6 separate regions of the Mus musculus genome follow, and regions 2, 3, 4, 5 and 6 are each linked to region 1. The links are chromatin contacts, called in public ChIA-PET and HiChIP or PLAC-seq maps. All regions are on one chromosome and are shown on one strand. The core of a region is the stretch at or near the end of the contact, and the rest is flanking DNA. Distances in the headings are between cores, read along the strand shown.

Evidence for each region. ChIA-PET counts read pairs in DNA pulled down with a chosen protein or histone mark. HiChIP or PLAC-seq counts read pairs in DNA pulled down with a chosen protein or histone mark.
Region 2: an RNA polymerase II ChIA-PET map of memory CD8 T cells shows a contact between it and region 1, with 47 read pairs. The contact joins two enhancer-like sites. A contact is called at or near these places in 2 of 115 datasets of contacts at active chromatin or transcription factors (effector CD8 T cells and memory CD8 T cells) and 2 of 9 other capture datasets (adipose tissue and liver).
Region 3: an RNA polymerase II ChIA-PET map of memory CD8 T cells shows a contact between it and region 1, with 13 read pairs. The contact joins two enhancer-like sites. A contact is called at or near these places in 1 of 484 Hi-C or Micro-C datasets (megakaryocyte-erythroid progenitors), 2 of 115 datasets of contacts at active chromatin or transcription factors (embryonic stem cells and memory CD8 T cells) and 1 of 9 other capture datasets (adipose tissue).
Region 4: an H3K4me3 HiChIP or PLAC-seq map of the SCID.adh cell line shows a contact between it and region 1, with 23 read pairs. The contact joins the promoter of Rundc3b here to the enhancer-like site in region 1. A contact is called at or near these places in 7 of 39 promoter capture datasets (the C10 cell line, cranial neural crest, hippocampal neurons and 2 more), 2 of 15 datasets of contacts at CTCF or cohesin (large pre-B cells and pro-B cells), 10 of 484 Hi-C or Micro-C datasets (the AML12 cell line, bone marrow, embryonic stem cells and 4 more), 11 of 115 datasets of contacts at active chromatin or transcription factors (the SCID.adh cell line, T-cell acute lymphoblastic leukemia, bone marrow-derived macrophages and 6 more) and 3 of 9 other capture datasets (adipose tissue, embryonic stem cells and liver).
Region 5: an RNA polymerase II ChIA-PET map of effector CD8 T cells shows a contact between it and region 1, with 45 read pairs. The contact joins two enhancer-like sites. A contact is called at or near these places in 2 of 39 promoter capture datasets (the C10 cell line and liver), 1 of 15 datasets of contacts at CTCF or cohesin (the NIH/3T3 cell line), 2 of 484 Hi-C or Micro-C datasets (embryonic stem cells and liver), 4 of 115 datasets of contacts at active chromatin or transcription factors (CD8 T cells, effector CD8 T cells, embryonic stem cells and 1 more) and 2 of 9 other capture datasets (adipose tissue and pancreatic islet).
Region 6: an H3K4me3 HiChIP or PLAC-seq map of the SCID.adh cell line shows a contact between it and region 1, with 13 read pairs. The contact joins the promoter of Crot here to the enhancer-like site in region 1. A contact is called at or near these places in 2 of 39 promoter capture datasets (the C10 cell line and pre-B cells), 1 of 484 Hi-C or Micro-C datasets (embryonic stem cells), 3 of 115 datasets of contacts at active chromatin or transcription factors (the SCID.adh cell line, effector CD8 T cells and embryonic stem cells) and 3 of 9 other capture datasets (adipose tissue, liver and pancreatic islet).

Annotation. Positions count from the first base shown.
Region 1 is chr5:8,837,895-8,840,594 of GRCm38.p6, reverse strand. All of the region lies in intron 21 of Abcb1b (ATP-binding cassette, sub-family B (MDR/TAP), member 1B), which reads right to left. Among named protein-coding and RNA genes, the nearest start is that of Gm5106, 41 kb to the right of the region's middle. Within about 2 kb of position 1,319, at least 29 of the 459 cell types and tissues checked have an H3K27ac peak or open chromatin away from gene starts, as enhancers often do. A contact at or near this core is called in CD8 T cells, the SCID.adh cell line, T-cell acute lymphoblastic leukemia and 2 more, where this site is marked.
Region 2 is chr5:9,014,359-9,017,058 of GRCm38.p6, reverse strand. No RefSeq gene overlaps it. Among named protein-coding and RNA genes, the nearest start is that of Crot, 19 kb to the right of the region's middle. Within about 2 kb of position 1,443, at least 45 of the 459 cell types and tissues checked have an H3K27ac peak or open chromatin away from gene starts, as enhancers often do. A contact at or near this core is called in effector CD8 T cells and memory CD8 T cells, where this site is marked.
Region 3 is chr5:9,058,152-9,060,851 of GRCm38.p6, reverse strand. No RefSeq gene overlaps it. Among named protein-coding and RNA genes, the nearest start is that of Gm31449, 14 kb to the left of the region's middle. Within about 2 kb of position 1,326, at least 36 of the 459 cell types and tissues checked have an H3K27ac peak or open chromatin away from gene starts, as enhancers often do. A contact at or near this core is called in memory CD8 T cells, where this site is marked.
Region 4 is chr5:8,621,587-8,624,286 of GRCm38.p6, reverse strand. It overlaps Rundc3b (RUN domain containing 3B), which reads left to right and starts at 1,335. Exons shown (of 11, transcript NM_001347311.1): 1 at 1,335-1,799. The coding sequence starts at 1,675. The region is part of intron 2 of Abcb1a (ATP-binding cassette, sub-family B (MDR/TAP), member 1A); the gene reads right to left.
Region 5 is chr5:8,668,361-8,671,060 of GRCm38.p6, reverse strand. All of the region lies in intron 5 of Abcb1a (ATP-binding cassette, sub-family B (MDR/TAP), member 1A), which reads right to left. Among named protein-coding and RNA genes, the nearest start is that of Gm31157, 26 kb to the left of the region's middle. Within about 2 kb of position 1,265, at least 34 of the 459 cell types and tissues checked have an H3K27ac peak or open chromatin away from gene starts, as enhancers often do. A contact at or near this core is called in CD8 T cells, effector CD8 T cells and memory CD8 T cells, where this site is marked.
Region 6 is chr5:8,995,836-8,998,535 of GRCm38.p6, reverse strand. It overlaps Crot (carnitine O-octanoyltransferase), which reads left to right and starts at 1,390. Exons shown (of 18, transcript NM_023733.3): 1 at 1,390-1,432; 2 at 1,989-2,084.

The DNA of each region.
Region 1 (2,700 bases), core at 70-2,569:
TGAGAAATGACCCCTTGTCTTAGTCAGGGTTTCTATTCCTGCACAAATATCATGACCAAGAAGCAAGTTGGGGAGGAAAGGGCTTATTCGGCTTACACTTCCACATTGCTTTTCATCACCAAAGGAAGTCAGGACTGGAACTCAAGCAGGTCAGGAAGCAGGAGCTGACGCAGAGGCCATGGAGGGATGTTCTTTACTGGCTTGCTTCCCCTGGCTTGCTCAGCCTGCTCTCTTATAGAACCCAAGACTACCAGGCCAGTGATGGTCCCACCCACAAGGGGCCTTTCCCCCTTGATCACTAATTGAGAAAATGCCTTACAGTTGGATCTCATAGAGGCATTTCCCCAACTGAAGCTTCTTTCTCTGTGATAACTCCAGCTGTGTCAAGTTGACACAAAACTAGCCAGTACACCCCTGATGCTGACCTCTTACCTCCTATACATATGCACAGGCACCCATGCTCACATACAACTGCATACTCACACACCAAATATATATGTATTTTTTTTAAAAATCCTGACAGTAAGGAAAAGATGCTAGAGAAAAGAATTTATTCAGATTATCTTAGTAAGATACGTTACAAGTATTTGTAATTATAACTGTTCAAATAATAGAAGAGCTTTCGGGGTTAGAAGGACCACTGTACAAACCACAGCAATGTGTGACAGAAAACAAGATCCATGGTCAGATCAACAAAGATAAAGATTTCCTGCACATCACTTTCTGAGGCAAGGATGCCGTGGCTGCGGTGAGTCTGAGAATGTCATGTTTTCTCAGTGTGCATACTGCTGATGAAAGTGAGGCTTTACAGCACAGACTTCATGGGACAATCTCTTCATTTCAAGGCACAATGAAGCAATTAGGAAAAGCCTTAAATGTGGACTCTTAATTAGGCTTCATTCTCTACAAGTTTTTAAAACTAAGTGATCCTCCCCCACACAAAAAGAACTTTTAGCTGAAAGAGTAAAAATAGCGGTTTCTTTCAGAAAGTATTGTTTACAAAATAATTTTGCAGGAAAAAAAATGTGTGATTTTGAAAAAAAAAAGAATAAGCCTCTTCACCATCCTCCTTCTGCCTTCAACAGAATTCAAATTTAATTATGGCTTTCAAGACTGAAAAAAAGAAACTACATTGTTTTTCAACAAATACTCATTAGTTCTTAGCAACATGACTGAACACAGGCACAAGCCTTTGACAGGGTGAAGGCTATGAGCATCTTCTGACATCATAGACAGAAAATGATGAGCAGGCCCATACTTCACAGACGCTGTGAGTGAGGCTCTGACATCAAACACAGGAAACATGAACAGTCTGTGACGTCATACTGTCACTAGGTAAGAAGGCCCTGACACTGCGTTGCTGGGATACAAGCAGCTCTTAACATCATATGCTTGAGTATACGTGTTCTTCTACATTACACAGAACTGCTCAGAAACCTCAAGCTTACCTCATTCCTTTAGAGGGAAAGCATCAGAGACAGCCTCGTGCTTCATGGAACTTAGGTTTTAGCAAGGAAGTCACACCATTCATTAATAAAGAAAGAAAAGAGAAACCTCGAGGCCGAGGGGAGGAAGCACACACTCAGGCAGTGTGAAGGGCCTTTGAAAATGCAGTTCAGAAACCTGGATGATGTAAAGAGGCCATCCGTGAGGTCCAAGGGAATCAGAAAGGGGCAAAAAGCCCCTGCTGGCCACAGCAGTGTGGAGAAGGAAGTGGAGTGCAGGAGAAGAACAGTCATCAAGCACTAGGGCACAAAGCTCAGATTGCATGCAGCTGGTTAGAAGCCACTGAAAGATCTGAAGGATAGGTTGGCTTGTATCCAAACCTTTCCCACCCCCTGGGGACCTGGCACTAAGTCTTGGGAATGTGGACTGTCCTTCAGCAGATATAGCCCCAGTAGACACTGGGCTCATTTTGGGGGCTGGGGGGGGGAGAAGGGGGTCAGCTCTTCCAAAATCTCATTTCTGCAGAGTGTGTGCTATACGACTACCTCTATCATAACAGAATGTAGATTCCTAGCTAATTGGAGTACCGCAGCCTGAGTTTGAATTCTGGCTCCAGGAGTGATGGGCTCTAAGGCATGAAAGGCACACTTACATATCTGTCAGCCTCACCTAGAAAAAAAATGAGGTTCTAACAGAACATATCTCTCAGGGTCTCATTGCAAGAAATAAAACATTTGCCAGGAAACCCAGTAAGTCCCTCAAAAGCATTTGTCAAACTGTGGAACAAAATTTAGCTGAGTGTGCACATCAATGAGGGATGAGTGAAGGGGAACTATGTGGGAGGGAGGAAGAGGCATACAAAGGGGAAAGAACGGTAGATAATCTAAGACAGAAAGAATAACACTAGGTGGACGGTCCCATAATGAGTGTCCCGCGTCATTCATAACAAAGCAGGTCTACATTCCTGAGAAAGGAATGGTTTAGAGAAAGAACAACAGAGAAGATGGGGGAGAGAAGGAAAGGGGGAGAGAAAAGACAGAAGGAGAGAAAGAAGGAGCAGGTTGGATGGGGACCCAGGAGAAAGTGGAGACAATGACTGAAACCAGAAAAGCTGTCAAAAGCAGCTGTCAGTCAGTCTCTGAGACACAGATGCATTGCCCACTTCCCCTCAGCTATGCTCTGCAGGGAGCTAACGTTTCTTCTCAAAGAATTGTTTGAAGGCCCTCCCCAGAGCAGACAGGGAATTGCTAAATA
Region 2 (2,700 bases), core at 194-2,693, 180 kb before region 1:
TTTCCAAATATGGGTAAAGGCATCTTTCAGTGTTTTTTATTTTCCTGAAATGTATCAGTGTTATAGAATAAGCCATTCTCTGCACTGGGAAGATGGCTATGTAAGGAAACCATTCATTAAGCACATTGGAGACCTCTGGATACAACTGAGATGGTTCTAAGAGGAATGCATATGGATCTGAACCTGTAGATATAGAAGTCAGAGAGACTTATAAGTGCCTGAGCTGTACAACTCCAGTCTTAGAAAAATAAAAACAAACTGAGTCTGGAAGTAATAGACAGTAAGTAATAATAGAGATCAGCAGACACTAATAAAGAGGAAACTAAAGGAACAACACACAGATTCAACCAAACATTGAAATAGTTGGTTCTCTGAAAACATAATTAAAGTAAAGAGAAGACCCACATTAATAAATTTAGAATTAAAAGCGACAGGGAACAACAGTTACCAAGAAAATGCAGAGGATCTAGGTTAGGGAACACTCTAAATGTTTGCACTTTTTTTTTTTTTTTTTTTTTTTTGGGTTTCAAGACAGGGTTTCTTGTGTAGCCCTGGCTGTAGACCAGGCTGGCCTCGAACTCAGAAATCCGCCTGCCTCTGCCTCCCGAGTGCTGGGATTAAAGGCGTGTGCCACCATGCCCGGCAAATGTTTGCACTTTTAAAAACACTGGAAAATCTAAAAGAAATGGATAAATTCTAGACACATATTATTGATAAATTTTTCTTTTAAAGAAAGAGACCGAGGGAGCAAGAGATAAAAAATGTCAAAGAGTGATTATAGGATCCTATCATGAATTAATATTCTGGCACATGCCTTTAATCCCAGCACTTGGGAGGCAGAGGCAGATTTCTGAGTTTAAGGCCAGCCTGTTCTACAGAGTGAGTTCCAGGGCTATACACAGAAACCCTGTCTCAAAAAAAAAAAAAAACAAAAAACAAAAAACAAAACAAAACCCAAAACCAAACAAACAAAAACATTTTTAACCCCTATGTAACTACCTAATTCCTGTCCACTTTAGGGATATCTGATTCCCTCTAATCTGTCACAGAGTGATTGCTCTGAAGAACAATTTTTATTTATCATTGCGTAAGTCCACATTTTAAATATCTAGAGTATGGTTTCTGAACATGAAGTAATCAAGAAGTAGAGACCAGCTGCCTTCCAAGTCAGATGGCAAGGTTCAAAGAACACTAATGGAATTTAGGTAGAAACATTCCGGACACCTCAACCATAAAAGCAGAGCTTGTGTGTTGTTTTCTTGTGTTTTGTGATGCAGAAAGCCAGAATAATACTGTTGCAGACAGTGGAGAATATTTTCTAGCTAGTGGATGGCCCTCTCTTAGAGATGAATGAGTGTCTTCTTGATTGGACACGCTGAGACTCTTCTGTGGTTCTGTCTCTCTGAAGCTGTCAATAGCTTGAGTGTGAGCTGCCGCCTGTAGGTTCCTGTGTTGAGCACTTCCTTCCTCAGCTAGAGGCTATTCTGGGAGCTGGGGGAAGGAAACTCTAGGTTGTAGGATCTACTGAAAGAACTAGGTCACTGGAGGTGTGAATCTGCAGATACATTTCCTCCTACCCTTTTGTGTTAACCTCTTTGCTTCCTGCTGCCATGTTTTTCTGCTTTGACAACCGGCTACTATGTGTCCCAGGAACAAAGACAGATGACTATGTACTGAAACCATGACCTAAAGTAATTATTTTTTTCCTTTTATTTTTATTGGGTGTTTGTCATAACCATTGAGGGGGGGGGAAACAACACATTGCTTTCCTTTTCTTTCTCGTTTCCTCTTCTCTCCTCTTCTCTCCTCTTCTCTCCTCTTCTCTCCTCTCCTCTCCTCTCCTCTCCTCTCCTCTCCTCTCCTCTCCTCTCCTCTCCTCTCCTCTCCTCTCCTCTCCTCTTCTCTTCTCTTCTCTTCTCTTCTCTTCTCTTCTCTTCTTTCCTAAGATAAGGTCTCACTTTATAGCCTAGGATCGCCTCAAATTCAAAGCTTCCTGTCTCAGCCTCTTGTGTGCTGGTATCACAGGTATGAGCCACCACAACCCTGCTCACTGCTGAAGCTTCCAAACCACTTGTTGGCCTATAAATCCACAGTAGCTTCCTGTTGCCAAATGCACGAGAAGCAGTAAGCACAACAGACAGAGATGACAGGCAGTAAATCTGTACTCTACATCCTATCAGTAGAGCAGAAAATGTAAACTCTTCTTGAGTTTTGCACGTCTTACTTTTGAAATGAGGAAGGTTGCATTTTCAGCTTTACATATAAATATTTCTCTGAGATAATTATTATATTATTCCCCCTTTTCTTCCTTCCCTCCAAACTTTCCCACATACCTCTCCCTGATCTCTTTCAAATTTATAGCCTCTTTTAGAATTAGTTGTTGAACATATATTCCTGTACTGGCTAGTTTTGTGTCAACTTGACACAGCTGGAGTTATCACAGAGAAAGGACCTTCAGTTGGGGAAATGCCTCCATGAGATACAACTGTAAGGCATTTTCTCAATTAGTGATCAAGGGGGAAGGGCCCCTTGTGGGTGGTGCCATCTCTGGACTGGCAGTCTTGGTTCTATAAGAGAGCAGGCTGAACAAGCCAGGAGAAGCAATCCAGTAAAGAACATCCCTCCATGGCTTCTGCATCAGCTCCTGCTTTCTGACCTGCTTGAGTTCCAGTCCTGACTTCCTTGGTGATGAACAACAGT
Region 3 (2,700 bases), core at 77-2,576, 220 kb before region 1:
AGACAGGGTTTCTCTGTGTAGCCCTGGCTGTCCTAGAACTCACTCTGTAGACCAGGCTGGCCTCGAACTCAGAAATCCGCCTGCCTCTGCCTCCCAAGTGCTGGGATTAAAGGCGTACGCCACCACTGTAGCAGTATGAAGTAACACATACAGCCCATAGCGCACAACTGAAGTCAGAATGGCCCCAAAGTAGCTTGTAACATGAAGTCGTGCAGAGTATTCCTTAGTTTCTTCCATAAATATTCACTCAAAGAACGCTAACTAGTGCATCAAAAGCAGAGATTATTAACATAAGTTAAGAAGCCTTCACTAGGTGTTACCCAAGTGAGTTTATAGTTTTATATAAAAAGATTTTGAGGAGTAGACATAGCAGCACAGGAAACAACTGTACCCTCATACCACGTGGGCTCAGCACATGCGTGGTAGGCTGACGGCAGCTTAAATGCAACTGTCGGCCGATGTGGCTGTGCAGTCGAGCGCTTGCTTCCCACAGATAACGTACTGGCTTTCTTCCTCAGAACGGCCAGAGGGAAAGCTTCGTCTTATATTTCATACCTGCTACTCTTTTAACTGGAAAACGGGGAGCTGACATCGTCGCTTCCACTTGTAGCTGTCACTGTCAACTCTTATACCTGTTACAGAAGTCTTGCCTTGGGTTCTTACACTGGAAAACCAGAAACTCATAACTATTTCTGAACATGAAGATGATTCACGGTTTTCTTATTCAAGAGATATTTACAATAAACTTGTTTATAGCCTTTTATTCATTTATCAGGATTAAATTCTACAGCAGATTAATGGCTTTGACCCCGATGCGTCATCCTCACCATCTATATTAGCCTCAGAAAGAGACCAGAATAATGTTAATTCATTTTCCCCACCTTTTAGGAAACTCACGACCCTTTTCTGAAATTTGTTTTGCAGCTCCACATTGTTAGGAACATGGCTGCTTCAGACCATTGCTTGCATTCGTGGAAACAATCTTAGTGTGTGAAAGTAGGGCATGCTATTTGTTAGCAAACCAATTAATGAATCACTCTCCACACAGCCATTGTTAATGCCAGAGAGAAATATGCATGGCTTCCCTCTTTGCTGGGAAAATGATTTAGGGATTTTCCCCCAATAGAGTTAGGGAACCTGATTTTCTAATTTTAATCAACACTCAATTACTTTGCTTCCTCCAGTTTCTATTCCCCAAAATAGAAATCTTTGGGAATGGTTGAACTTTTAATTACATAAAACAATTTGTGTTTCCTCATCCAGGAGTGGAATTTGTTAGCAGTTTACACCACCCAGAGTTCAGTGTTGGGAGTTGCTAGTGCTTTCTGTTTCATTTTAACTACTCAGTCTCTGACTCAGTCTGCCCAGCAAACTTGTTTATAACCTCCGCTCTTTTGGATGAGGAGGAGTTTGCGCTTCAATTGATGTAGTTTTCAATTTATGCTTTTGCTTCTCCTTGCTTAAACTAGCTGAACATTCACCCCCTTCTACCTTTGATGTCACAGCAGCATCACAGCCCCTCCTTCCCTAGCGGGTGATGCGTTTGGTACAACATCTCCCAGAATGTACAGAAAACATTCAGTAAAAGTGCCAGGGAAACTTCAGGGAAGATACCAACTGCTGCCTCTGAAAAACTTTCACACTTCAACCTGTGTTTCTGTACTGAGAAACTTTCATACTTCAACCTGTGTTAGCTGTACTAAGAAAATACTTCTTACATCGTGTTAGAAATGAAGCAAAATTTTACAGTTTCCTAAGATATGAAATAAGGTTGCATTCCATGGTTTAGGTTTCCATTGAAAGAAGGGAGACTTTTGGTAGTGTGTTTATATTTTATTTTTTCGTGTGTGTGTGTGTGTGTGTGTGTGTGTGTGTGTGCGCGCGCTCGTGCGTTACTCAGAATGTGTGTAGACAACAGAGGACAACTTGCAAGGTTAAGTTATCTCCTCCCACCACGTGGGAGTGCAGGGATTGAACTCTGATGGTCAGGCTTGGCAGCAAATTCTTTTACCTACTGAGCCATCTTGCAAGCATTGGAGTTTTGATTGTTAACTCTACATAATAAAGGTTGGTGAATTATTGGCATACACACACACACACACACACACACACACACACATATACATATGTATATATCTAAATGCATAAGTATTATAACATATATGCATCCATATATATTAGTAATATAAAAATCAGGCAGAACAATTAGGATTAGTTTAATTACTAGTGAAGGAAGATAGCACCAGCCTGAAAGGAAAGGAGTTATAAAACGTATCAAGTAAAATTAGGAGATAAAAGATTCAGAGTAATCTGAGAGGTGGTGGTGAACACCTTTGATCCCTGCATTTGGGAGACAAAGGCAGATGGATCTCTGTGAGTTCAAGGCCAGCTTGGTCTACAGAGTAAGTTCCAGGACAGTCGCCTCTACCCAGAGAAATCCTGTCTCAAAAAACTAAGAAGGTCAAGTGTGAGATTAAACCTTAATATGATTGGGACTGGAAGATGCCTAGGTGATATATGATACCATAAACTTGTCAGTGCACAGCCAAGTCCTAACTGAAATGAGGTTTTGTCCTCCCCACCCAATTCCAGTCAACTCATTGGTTATGTATGACTACAGAGCACTTACTCTGTTCTGATCATCACACATTATATACATGTATTGAAGTGTCACAAAATACACCACAAATACATAAAATT
Region 4 (2,700 bases), core at 86-2,585, 220 kb after region 1:
CTTACAGAAGCTTTGCAATTTTATGAGGTCCCATTTGTCAATTCTTGATCTTACAGCACAAGCCATTGCTCTTCTATTCAGGAATTTTCCCCCTGTGCATATCTTTGAGGCTTTCCCTCACTTTCTCCTCTATAAGTTTCAGTGTCTCTGGTTTTATGTGGAGTTCCTTGATCCACTTAGACTTGACCTTAGTACAAGGAGATAGGAATGGATCAATTTGCATTCTTCTACATGATAACCTCCAGTTGTGCCAGCACCATTTGTTGAAAATGCTGTCTTTTTTTCCACTGGATGGTTTTAGCTCCCTTGTAGAAATTTTCTTAATAATTAATTTTTATTTTAACATAATTATATTTAAGAGGTAGAGGTGAGACTTTGTCCTGATTTTAGATTTTCAAAATTTAAAAACAAACAAACAAACAAACAAAACCTGAAGTCTGGACATACTTACAGGCAGTCTGAGGTGAATGTCAGAGGTCAGGGTCTCAAGCCCGTAGCCTCCCATAGGTAAAGCCAGAGGTAAAGCCAGAGAAGTAGAGACTACAAAGTGGTCCTCCCAAGGGGCTTATTGGGACTCCAAGGCAGGATTTCCCTCTGCCCTTGACAAACCTCCTCCATGGCTCACGAGCTGCAATTCAGTTCAGATCTCACTGCACAGAACCCAAGACTGGACATCCCCACTACACTCGTTTTTCTATGGTCAATGTGGTTTCAAGGCTGTGCTGGACACTGAGTAAGATGAGGTGAATTCTGACCAGATTCACGGGAAGAGAAATGCCATGGGCGCACTCCCTGATGCCACTGTGTCGTTGTTTGTCAGGTTCAAAGGGGGCGTTTGGGACAAATGGAACTCTTCTTCTATTCTAGGTAACCCCCACTTCCCACCCCACCCAACTATGGCATTCTCCTGCTGAGGCTACTGAAGCCTCAGGACCAGGAATCTGCCATGAACTTAGCCTTGTCAGGGTGACTATGGACCACAGTCACCGTGGAGTAGGCACAGCAAAGCCGGCTTTCCAAGCCAAGGCTGCCTCGCCGGGCTCACCAAGGTGCTGCACGAGCCGACCCGCGTTCTGACAGAGGCCCACGCGCCAGGGCGGGGCTTAAGCGAGCCTCTTTAAAAGCTCCTGGGGCGGGTCCCGCCCCCACCTCTCGTCATTGGCTCTCTCCGTAGCGGCCTTGTTCCCATAGGTGCAGGGGGCGGGGGCTGAGTGAGACAGGCGTGGGGAGGGGGGCTTCACCTCAGCGGCTCCGCCCTGCTGGAAGAATGACGTGCGGTTAGGCCTGCGGGGTGACAGGCTCGCCCGGGCGCTGGTGCGGCGTCCCTGGAGACTCGGAGCCCGCCCTCCCGCCCGCCCGCCCGCGCGCGCTTCTCTCGTGGACGGCGGCGGCGGCGCGCGCGCGCGCGAGCGAGGGTGGAGGTGGCTCGTGCGTGCGTGTGAGTGAGCGCGTGTGTATGTGTGAGAGAGCGTGTGTGAGTGTGTGTGCACGCGCGCGTGGAGCCTGGGTACCGGTGCCCGACTGACTGCCTTCCACACCCTGCCTACTCCGCGCCTCCTTCCTCGCCTCTCTCCCGCCCGGCGGGCTGCCATCGTTGAGAGAAGGCCGGGGGACACAGGTGTGCGAGGCTTGCGGGACCGCTGGAGACAAAGGGGGCGCGGAGGTGAGCCCGCCATGGCCTCCCGGAGCCTGGGGGGCCTGAGCGGGAGCCGCGGCGGCGGCGGCGGCGGCGGCGGCAAGAAGAGCCTGAGCGCCCGCAACGCTGCGGTGGAGAGGAGGAACCTGATCACCGTGTGCAGGTGCGGGGCTGCGGGCGCCGGGCTGAGGGAGGTGCTGGGGCTCGGCGCTGCGGCCCGTGCCGCGCGTGTCCGCGGGCCAGCGGGGCCCTGCAGAGGGGCGGGAGCCTCTCCCCGCGAGGCCGTGGGCTAGCCCTCGCGTCTCAGGGTCCTCGCTTGGAGGCTGCCCGGGGAGGGCCGGGGCGGAGCCGGGGAGGAACCGTTTGGAACCGGCCAGCTTGCGTCTGAGGAGAAGAGGGCGGAGGAAGAGCAGCATCCAGCTGCTGTAGTAGTTACTGAGATGTCCCCAAATCCCTGTGCGTTCTCTTGCTGTCGCTTGTTGGCGTACGCATTTTCACTCCTCTCCCTCGGCCCTTATCTGTATTGGGTATCTAAGTCTTGTCAACTACAGTGCTTGTGCAATTGTGGAAGACTCCTGGTCAGTCCTTTTGGGCATTTATTTAAGTGCTTCCTGGTTGTAAATGTAGCCCTTCCTCCAGGAATTATAGAAATAGATCATCACTATCTATAAATCAAGAATTCAGAAAAAAACTGATTTTGAACAAGCTGATAAATTTTCTTTAAGTCTTATAATATTCTAGGCATCCATCTCTTAGTAACTACTCAGAGCCAATACGCTCTGTTAAAAATGATTTTGTTCCATCATACTGGTTAATCATCAACTACTGATAATTCTCTTGTTATCAGGTAAATGATGAAACCTTTCCTGCCTCTCTGGCTTATGTCTATTTTTTTTTTTCCTTATGTAAAATCGTGGCTAGCATCTTAAGCAGATTGCAGATATCTGTAGTAGGAATGACATTCAGTATTTAAGCAACTTTTAAAAAGTTGGATTCTAATGAATGCTCATCTTTCAGGAAGAGCTTTGCTCACAGTTTGCATTGTAAGTGGTAAAGTAATATAG
Region 5 (2,700 bases), core at 16-2,515, 170 kb after region 1:
TCTGTTGTGAGAATGTGCCTCCTAGAAATTACAGGGAACTTTTACTCATGATATCTCAATAAGACTTGTCTACACAAAACCTGAAGAAGGGCAACACTAATAGACATGCTAAACTGGATGTGGGGGAGGGGGGTCTCATTGAGCCTCACCCCCAGAAAACAGAACTACAGACAACCAAGAACTGCTGAGAGAGGGAGAATTAGTCTCCTCAAGGATGAGCCCCTGATGGGTTAGCTAACACCAAGCAGTCAGTCCTGAAATGATACGCATACAAACAAGGCTACATGGATGCAGCAGGTTGTGTTTATATGTTGATGCATATATAAGTAAAAAGAGGCCAGGAACTTGGAAGAGGGTGGCTTATAGAACTAGAAAGAGAATGGGAGAGATGATGTAATTTATTATTACTAAAAAAAATTGAGCCTCAGTTTTGGTATTTATAAAATGTTTTAAAAAAATCAACACAGCTGTTACAAAGATTACAAAGCAATGCAGAAAACTTTTATCAAGAAGGTAGTATGAAACATGAAATATCCATTACTATTATTGGTTTGCAAACATAACTAAGAATTTTCAGACTCTCATAGTCAAAGAAGAAGAAGGCAAAGTTGTAACAACATATCAGGTACAGCATAAGACTGTATAAGCATATAACTTAACTAGTTATAGTTGAAGGCCTTTAACATAAAAGGAAATGGAAACTATTTGGTTAGAGACTGGTAGAAAGGACAGAGAAAGTAAACCAAGAACACAGAACGAAACAAACTGGTATTGAAAGCTAAAGGTGAATCGTGCCAGGGAAGAAGTGGAAAGTACAGGCAGAAAAGCCCTTTAGATAATATTCATGGCATGAATAGAAATATGACTTCACTAGAGCCACTGAGTTAGAGAATTCATTCACTCATTCAACATTTTAAGTTTGTTTAAAGAGCTAATGAGATTCATGTTTGGCTCTAAGTACTGGCAATGATGGTGGGTAACACAGGCTACCTGTCCTTAGAATGCTTAGAGTGCATGCAGTTGGGAATAGGAATGGATATGGTCACTATCCACCCAGTGTCTAGGAACCTACTAAGGCTCTGAGCACTCTTCTAGACTCCTGAGGAACAACAGTGAGCAAAACATTAAAACACTCCACTCTTGTGAGCACACATTCAGGAAAAAGAGAAACATCAGCAGTGGGGAAGCGGCTAAGCAGTTACAGGATATAACTTCAGGTGACTGATAGGGCCAGTGGGTTTAGACAGGCAGGTCAGGGAACATCTTTCTGAGATGAAACCTCAGTAACAGGAAGGATGCAGCTTTTGTTGTGGGGATCTCTAAGTCATGCATTCAAGTAGAAAGCATACATGCAAAGATGCTTAAGTAGACACAAGCTTGGTATATATTAAAGAACAAACACTATAATAAGAATGGGAGCAGATGTCTGTAATTAGATCATAAATAAGAGAGTCATACCATAAATGGTATGCATATAAGAAACAGCTTAGTTTTTACTCCAAAGTTTCCCTTAAGTAAAAAGGAAACGCATTAGAACCCTTAAGTAGAGAAGAAAAGCAGTACAGCACTCGAAGGACTGGACTGAAGTGAACTCGTGTGACTCTGACAGGTTGGCCTTGGGAAGTATGAAGCTGGAGTGGCTGCTAGAATAAAATAAAGCCTTGCCAGGAACGAGAGGCAAAGGAATGTCACTCCTAACATGTGCACAGTCTGGCCCTGGGACACTGTCTGTGAATGTGCTTTCTTACATTGTCTGACATGGTAAACAGGACTGCAGATGTTAGGAATCTGGGAAAGATTACCCTGGGACATTCAGATAAACCCACTGTAATCATAAAGATGCTTCTAAGAGGCAGGTAGGTGCTCAGAGACTATGGTGATACCAAGGAGGGGACATGGGAATGTAAGAGCCCCTAGAAGCTCAAAATGGGGAGGAAACAGATTCTTACCAAGAACCTCCAGAATGAATGCAATCTTCCTGACACACTGACTTTAGTTTACCCAAGAACTGGAAGAGCATAAATTTGTGTTGTCTTAAATCTATCTCGTGGCATTTTCTTCTTAAATCTACCTAATGGCATTTTCTACAGCAACACTATAGAATAAATGCACAGAGTCAAAAAGAGTGATAATAAAAAGAGCTAGCTTTCTTTAGAAGGAATCAGAAGCTATAACTGAAACTGATACATCTGAGTTCATGACTTCATGGACAGAGCCATCTTAGGAGAAGAGGACCATGGTGTAAGTATAATTGGCAAAGGCAGAGTATGGGTGGGGATGTTATAATTGAGTCAAAGAAAACAGTCTGGTCTGATACAGCTACTAAAATAGAAGGATGACTGGGGCATAGGTAAATGAAGCTGAGCAAGGAGGAGTAAGTAAGGGATATCATTGTGAATGGATAGAAAGAGTGCTTGGCATGAGGATCAAACACATTTCAAAAACATCTGTAAAGAAGCAGATGAATACCAGCTTTGTCAGTGATTCAGGGGATACAGGATTGAGAAACTCCTAAAGGGGAAAGGTGACACCAGAAGACAAAGAGGTGGGAGGAAAACCACACTGTAGTATCACAGAAACAATGCAGTGGCCATGACAAGGGCAGCTTCGAAGTCAGGCAGAGTTTTCAGATATCCACAGAGCTGAGTAAGTGATAGGGATAGAAACCAAATTCCAAAACATTCAAGCTAATTGGCAGCA
Region 6 (2,700 bases), core at 141-2,640, 160 kb before region 1:
TGGAGACACCGTTTCTGCTTAACAAAACCAGGAAGAAGAGAAACTTGCAGCAGGGCTTGAATGTAGCTCAGTGTTAAAGACCCTGCATAAAGGCCTGGTTTGGTGAGATTACCAAACTCACAAAAACAGTGAAGGTGAGTGACCCTAAATTCTTTGCCACCAGCAAACATTCAATATGCGTAAACTTCTAAAGAGGTGCCAAAATTTTTTTTACTAAAAAAAAAAAAAAAAAAAAAAAAAAAAGACAATGAAGGTTTCTGAGAAATCCAGTCAGTCTAAGAATTCTATTTTCGAAGCATAATATAATATCCGGAACGGAACACTTACATACTATGAGGGGGAAAAGTTCTTTAACACAGTCACTTTGACAAGCTTAGAGAGATTATCCAGCTTGATTATGTAATACCTCCAGCAACGCTGTGCAGTCATGAAACATATTAGTAATTCTGCGGGAAACTCAAAAGGATTTCGGAAAGACAGCAGCTTTTAATATACTAATTTGAAATGAAGTCATTAAACTGTTGAATAACTTAACTATGCAGGAGCAGGTAAAATATTTTTCCTTCCACGAAAACAAAACAGAAGTACAAATAAAAAGTGTATATAAGTTTAAAATTGTATCAATTTATTTCAGGAGGTAAATGAAAAAAAGGGCATTGACCTGTGAAACTAAAAATACCTCATAGTCTTCCTCTAGGACGTGCTAGCTTTTTAAAAACGCAACTTCTTGGATGATAAAAATATTCAGGCAAGGCCAAAGCTTGAAGCTTGACCATCGCTAGAGACTGCAAGGGCTTGCCCTAGATGGCTGGGAGTTGGCCAAATCTTAAGTCTCAAAGAGGCGACGAGGCCAAACCGGATCCATTCGCCTGCTATTCTCTTGCCAGCACACAGGGTAGACAAAATAAAATGTCTCAGTATAAATTCTTAAATTTATATCTAAAGTAGTATAAATGCTTGCCTGGGCCATGCAAAGGAGGCTGGCACAAAGAAGGGGGAGCGACTGGGAAGAAAGAACACAGCGCCAAGCCCCTAAGAGTTCGGCGAAAAGCAGGCTGAGCCGTGGGCCTCCTTACGCAGCCACAGGGCTGTGCCCGAGAGTGGGTAGATCTCTGGACGGAGGCCAATCTCCCGCAGCATCCGGAAGGAAGCTGCTGTAGCGGGGACTGCAGGGCGCTTATCTGACTTTCTGCTGCGTTCCCGGGGTCTGCAGCCTAGGACGCCACCAGAGCCCGAGAACCCGGCGGGGGCGGGACCAGCAAGCCTCGACAGCCCACCCCTTCCAGCGCGGGGTGGGACCCTCGCGGCTTCCCGTCCAATCCCGTTCCCCGACGCGCACAGGGCGGGACCCTCGCGGTTTTCCGTTCTGGTCCGGCCTCAGGACAGCCCAGAGCCTGCAGGCCGACGCAGAGGGACAAGAGGGGCGCGGGAGGTGAGGATTCTGGGGCCGGCTGCTCGCTCTCCTTCCCCTCCCACATGGCGAGGGGGTCGAAGGGTATTGCAGTAGCAGGAAGCCGAGCTGAGTGCAGTCGGGCTGTGCGCCCAGGCGCCCCGTCTGGCGCGGGCGTGGTGCCCCCCCCCCCCCCCGAGCATCTTGCCCTTCTGGTTTGGGGTGTCCTCTCTCAGTTGCACCGGCCTCGCTAGAGTGCTAGAGTGCTAGAGTGCTTGATCGATTGGTTGGTTTTGCGTGTGCATGTTTCTTGGTTTTTCTCCCCTTGTCCTTATCCTCGGTGAGAAGCTGCCCTTGTTTTGGTGGGAGGAGTTTCTGAACTTTATTGCTTTCTGCTTCTGCTGCAACCTCCCCGCGGGCACCGGAAGGTTCCCTGTGCCCCTTGGGTCCATCTGATAGGCTGCTTGGAACATAGCTAGCTCTGTAGTGATATAAATCTCATGTCTAGCAGATGTCCGTTCTCTGTATTTCCAGCTTCTGTCACTATCCTCTTCTCCTTTCCTGATCTTTACTTGAGTGTATTTCTTCCTTTCCACAGTCACCAGGCTTGGCCAGTTCGGGTTCCCTGTGGTTTCCTTTCCGAATTGTTCAAGCAGGCTCCTGGAGGTCCTGAGCACTTCTTCGTGGTTTACTGGTATGTGACCCTATTTGTTTACTTCCTGGTTCTATTTTCCCACCTCTCTCGCGTTCACATCACCTTGCTTTCAGAAAGTCCACTGTCATCGTTTTCTTAATTTTATTGGAATCGTTTAACTAGTTTTATATGGTTGAAAACTTAAGACAACTCTTAAAGAATCTGTAGTCGGCTTAACCTTGCAGGGGCTAAGCACTGCAGCAGGCATAAAATTAGTACTCTGGTCTTCTTTGTGGGATCTGTTAAATGACAAGGAAGTGTAATGAGATCAGCTTGCCCGGCATGCTTGCATTAGTTTCCTATTGCTGTTACAGCAGACAGTGACATGTTTAGCGGTTAAAGGAACACAGACTTTGAGTTTCTGAAGATCTGAAGTCCGAGCAAGCTTAGCTGCTTACCCTGCATGGACGCACAAAAGGAGAGACCAGGGTTTCTGTTATGAGTTACTTTCTGAAGTTTTAGGGGGAGACTCCCTTTTCAGGTTCATTCGAGTTGGCAGAGTCTAACCCCTGTTCACTTGCATTAGGATTAATCCCATTTCCTGCAAGTCCTGTTTGTCTCTGAGTTCGTTAAGGACATGGATGTAGACACAGATCATTAAAGACATAGATGTAGA